Linked DNA regions of Anas platyrhynchos: region 2 is linked to region 1. A link is a contact called in public Hi-C data. All regions are on one chromosome and are shown on one strand. The core of a region is the stretch at or near the end of the contact, and the rest is flanking DNA. Distances in the headings are between cores, read along the strand shown.

Evidence for each region. A called contact is a pair of places that touch in the nucleus more often than the background predicts.
Region 2: a contact with region 1 is called in a Hi-C map of subcutaneous adipose tissue, with 2.7 times the contacts expected there. The contact joins two enhancer-like sites. A contact is called at or near these places in 3 of 8 Hi-C or Micro-C datasets (skeletal muscle and subcutaneous adipose tissue).

What each region holds. Positions count from the first base shown.
Region 1 is chr9:6,907,239-6,909,938 of IASCAAS_PekinDuck_T2T, forward strand. All of the region lies in intron 3 of TBL1XR1 (TBL1X/Y related 1), which reads right to left. Among named protein-coding and RNA genes, the nearest start is that of TBL1XR1, 86 kb to the right of the region's middle. Within about 2 kb of position 1,308, at least 2 of the 8 cell types and tissues checked have an H3K27ac peak or open chromatin away from gene starts, as enhancers often do. A contact at or near this core is called in subcutaneous adipose tissue, where this site is marked.
Region 2 is chr9:7,223,707-7,226,406 of IASCAAS_PekinDuck_T2T, forward strand. No RefSeq gene overlaps it. Among named protein-coding and RNA genes, the nearest start is that of ZMAT3, 180 kb to the right of the region's middle. Within about 2 kb of position 1,400, at least 4 of the 8 cell types and tissues checked have an H3K27ac peak or open chromatin away from gene starts, as enhancers often do. A contact at or near this core is called in subcutaneous adipose tissue, where this site is marked.

The sequences.
Region 1 (2,700 bases), core at 58-2,557:
CTGCCAAATAGTAGAAGGCTTCACATATTGCTTCCAGGCATTTTTTTCCCAGCAAGATTCCCCAAGGAAACAGGACAAAATAACCACGCCGCCTCTCAACATCTGACTTTTGAACTTCACCATCCCATTTCAAGTGGATCTGACAGGGGAGAGCTCTCAGGGACGAGGCTCCACAGCCATGGTGGCTGGGAGAGAAGAGGCCCAGCCGAGCTCCCCCACAAACAGAGAGGCTACAGACAATTTGGGCACCAAAGGGGTGCATTTGCCTGAAACCAGGCAGGGCTGCAGGGCACAGGGACACCCCAAAGAGCCAAAGGGGAGCGCAGAACATTGGGGTTGGGAGACAGGGAGCCAGGAACCAGGCTGGAGGCGGCCACGGAAAACCCGGCCTTGTGCCTTCCAACACTCATTGCGAGGCCTGGGCTTGAGGGCTGTGCTAGGGAAGGGAGCAAGATGCTCGGAGTTTCTTAAGGAAATAAACAAAAAGGCAGAGCTATGGAGAATCTTCTCATTTCTATTTAAGGGAAGAAAATAACTGGTTCCAGTAAAACTTTTTGCTAGTGCAGCTCAACTTTTAAAGGTACGCTGGTACTATGCTCACACTACCCCCATGCACAGCCCCTGGTGGTGCCGGGCATACAGCGTATACCTGGCAAATTACTGCACATTTTGGGGAATCGCTTATTGAGCAGTGTGTGAAATGAATGCCATTTTCAGCCATTTCATGCATTAGCAACCAGTTCTTGTTGTCAAGCCTGGTACAAATCATCTTTAAACACTTCTCATTGCAGAAAAGTTCTGCAGAAGCAATATCCTTCAGAAACAAAAAAAAATAAATAAAGGTAATTAAAAGGTAATTAAATTTAAAAAGGCTTGTAAGAAGGCTTTTTATGTGAAACACACAAACAGCATTGTCTGTGACATGAGTCTGTTACTGATTTTTAAAATCTCACGGTGCCATCCAGAAAGATGGATCAAGATGCAAGAAGCAGATACGAGCACTACGTGCTACATAGAAAAGATCCATATTATTAAAATAAAAAGGGCTCCCCCGCTCAAAGCAGAATTGTTGAAATGCCACAAATTTGCTTGTCACATGCTACGTAGCTGGATAACTACAGAAAAAGCTAACATTTCGCTTGTCGTTCAAAAGTCTTATTCACCCTGCCCAAGTCAAATGAGTGTAATTTTTCAAGGCTGGTTCAAAGTGTTTCTAAACAGGCTGCTTGGTAAGGTAAGGACAAGTACTGCCACTCAGCTCCTAGAAACTTGTTTTCCTACCCAGCTATCAAGAGGTGGCAGTGTAACACTGGTTTTGGTACGGTAACAACTCCAAAAATACAGAAATGTGTTAAATAAATACACAGCTTGCCTGATGAGGGCATGAAACTGAAAAGGCTGCAAAAGTTTCCCTTTTTTTTTTTTTAAATCAAGATATTGCTTTATCCATTTTTCCAGAGCTTGTTTATTTGTCCTGCAAAGCCTTTTCCTAGCGCCCTCTCCCCACAAGAGCCATGGCACACCCATGGCACCCAAGGGAGGAATTGTGGAAGGAAGAGCAAAGCCAAAGAGCCTCCTTCCATCCCCAAAGCAAGCTGTCAAACTGAAGAGAGGAGACAGCAGCCACATGACAGGAGGGGACAGGATAACTCTCCCCCTATGACACACGTGAGGCTGATGCCAGGCTGACAGCAGCAGGTCAAGCCAGGCTCCCCCAGCAGCAGGCCCTGTAGCGTGGCCACCTCCAGCCTGAGTTGCCAGTCATGTGGCCATCTGAAGCAGCAGCCATGACCTCTGTTTCGTGTGATGGGGAAGCTACAACACCACTGTTACCAGCCCTGGGGACCAGGCTGCCCCATAGCTTCCCACAGGAGCTCCCCGCGGGGCTTTGGGGAAAGTAAGTGAGCAGGAACGACCTGAGCCCCCATCCAGCCCCAGGTGCAGACGGGACCCACCACAACCACAACGCCAACCAGCCCCGCAGTTTGCTGTTTCTCAGTTTGTTTAGAAGGTGACAGATTTCAGACAAGTGGCATCACATAAATATAAACAGAAACAAAGAGAGAAGACTGTAAATAAGAAAAAGCAGAGGGGTAGAAATAGATTTACCTTTACATATGAATGTACCCATGCATGTACACACATACCCCACGTACTAACAAATATACATCAGTAATGGCACTTTATTTCCCCCAAATCTGCTGTTTCTGTGTGCAATTAACTACTTGTTTGGGGCAATTAATAGCATATTGATATTGCTCTTTATTTTAGATACAACTAAATAACAGAAAAGACAAAAAAAACATCCAAAAGTAAGTAGAAGTGACACAGAATTCCTACCAGTCTTCCATGTCCAGCCTAATTTGCAAAGGGCACACTAGAATTTTTTTTTAAATACTTGTGACCGCATATTCCAAATACATTCAGAAAATTTATCAAGATTCTTGTGGCCCTTTTTTCTGGCCCTAATAAAAATTCCAGGTCTTCCCGAAAACATGCCAAAGGTTTACAGGAAAAGCAAACAGGCAGACACATCCCCACTACTGCTCTGGTTCCAAGAGTGTTTTTAAAGGGAAGTCTCCTGCTTGCCTGACGTTTCTTCTGCTCCTTGGAGCAGCCCCACTGCACGTGAGCTCAAATCCTTGTGGGTAGAACCGAACCCAAGATGTGCACAAGGGCTTGCTGAACACGCCCAAAGCA
Region 2 (2,700 bases), core at 150-2,649, 320 kb after region 1:
AGTTCCCCTTCCTGCGCAGCATTCCTACTTGTATGCAGAGTTGTACAGAGTTGCACTAGCTCTTCCCACTTTCCACCTCCATGTTTTTAATATTGTTGTCTCAGCTAGACGCCTCTTTTCAAAAACCGTAGCATAGAAATGGAGAAGCTTCAAGGACGGACAGGAACAACTATTCACATGCAAAATACTTTCATGAGAAAACAGATTAAAGGTAGGAGGAGGAGGAAGTGAATTAGAACTGACATTAGCAGATGTTTATGAAAAACAAATGGAAAAGTCTGTAAGGTTTACTGTGCCTTGCACTCTATTGACAAGAGGTGCACAAATGAAATTAAATGGCAACAGCCAGTAACAGATATGATACGAAATTTTGTTTCCCAGAACATAATTAACTTGTGAAGCATTTGTGATGAATTACTATGAGGCCAAATTAGCAGGAATCAAAGAAAAATTCAGCTGTTTCTACCTATCCAGGTAGGTTTATTGGGAATAAAATGTAGGAGGAATAGTGACCTTCAAGAAATCAATAAGCACATCAAATTATGAAAAACCCAACTTCCCTTAGGAAATGCATATTCTTTCTGAAAGAACCTGATGTAATGTGATTCTGTGATTCTGTAAATATGTTCTTTTGTTGGAAGCAAGGAGGTGAGTTTGATGCTGCACTGGTGAGGTGATCTGTAGGCCTCTACACATCAAACTTCAGATTTCCTGTCAGCCCTACACAAGCACCCATTTTTCTTCACAAGTGCAGTTATACCCAGTTGTTGTCAAGTTTATGTTTGCTTTCCTTTCATAGGGCCAATCTATTCACACAAAGGTATTGCAGTAGAGTACAAAATCACTTTTTCCCCCACATTATTCTTTCAACACTTTTTTTTTTTTCTGTAATCCTTGCCACATTGCTGGCCACAATATTAATGTATTTTTGTTTTGTTTTGTTTTATTGTTGTTTTCAAAGTGCATTTAACATAATCTAGAAAGCCCACAGAAAGCTTCAGTGGTGTTGCACCTACTTCTGAGTGGGTTGGCCTGAACCCCTTGAACTAAAGCCGTGTTGGGCTGTTGAAGGGAGCCATGAGGCCATTAGGGAGACAGATCCCTGTGCTGGCTGGGCCTCCCTCATCGGAGAGCTTGGGGTGACCGGGACGGGCCATGCCACCAGCCTGTGCTACTACGTGAGGGGAAGCAGAGCCAGGTGCGGCTCAGGACATCCATGAGTGCCACAGTGATGGGGACGAGCTAAGGCCAGGCAGGACGCCATCCTGCAGCTCCAGCTGTGTGGAGGCAGGGTGAGGCACAGCCAGGGTTGTGCACACAGGGCCGGGGTGACAGAAGTGACGCTGAAAGCCCTGCACGCAGCTCCAGGCCGCTGCCTCATTGCCATGGCGACAGCGCCATCTTGTGGCGCCGCGGCCGCGCGGCGGGCGGGCCCGGCCTCATGGCGGGAGGCGCAGGCGCAGCGCCTGGAGCGGGCGGGCGGCCATTCAGGAGGGTGCTTGGCGTCAGGGGTGCCACGCGAGTTTCTCTGTCTCTTTTAATCGCGTATTGCGGCCTTTTCGGGGTCAGAAGCACAGGCTGAACCTCGTGAAAGCTTACATTTTGGTCTACATACTGTGTAATACCAAGTTGTAATGTGACTGCTCGGAGTTGTTCTCCAGTCGAGGGAGGCCTTCAGTTTCAAGTGACTTGGAAAATTCTGTCACACTGAATATGCTCCCATGAAGCGTCCTACAGAAGCTGTGTTCGCTAAGAAAGCGTTTTTCTGGTCAGGCTGGGCCATTTTGGGGAGGCCCACTTGGCCACAAGGGCTAAGGCTCAGTGGGACCGAGGGTGCCGCCACCCTCGCCTCAGGGCCACCAAAACCCACGGCAGCCATCCCACACGGCATGGGAGGGCTGCAAGGCAGTGGGAAGCAAGCACAAGGCACCAGGGCAGCCAAAACTATCCCACAGAATGGTTCCCGTGGTCAACCATAAACAAATTCAGTTTTAGGTGGAGAAACGATCTCATTTCTCCCTCTGAGGAGTCCATATGTGCTTATCCAAGGTTGAGTCTTGGATTCTGGGCAGTTTTTATCTGCTTACTGGTAGACCGGCTTTTCACACCCTCTCCTCAACCCTCAGAAGAAATCCCGGCTCACTTCTGTGACTCACTGTACTGCCATAAACAGCTGCCTGACAAGACTGTAAGATGACCTCCTTGGGCAACATGATCCCTGCCAAATGAATTTTTCACACAGATTGTCTGTGGAAGATCAACAGTATACTCAAACATCACAAAACTGTAGTGTATATAGTATTTTCTGACAGAAACATGGAGAGAGAGTGTTCAGGATCTCTCTTTAAAAATGATTAAAAAATGATGGGAAAGGGAAGGGAAGGGAAGGGAAGGGAAGGGAAGGGAAGGGAAGGGAAGGGAAGGGAAGGGAAGGGAAGGCCGAATAACAATATGAAGAAGCTTTAATATTTTGTTAAATGTTGAACATTTAACATTTGCTCAACATCTTCATCAATGACCTTGATGAGGGAATAGTGCCCACCCTCAGCAAGTACAGCCATGACACAAAGCTGGGAGGAGTGTCCAACACAGCAGAAGGCTGTGCTGCCATTCCCAAGACCTGAACAGGCTGGAGAGCTGGGCAGGAAGAAACCAAATGAGGTTTAATAAGAGCAAGTGTAGAGTCCTGCACCTGGGAAG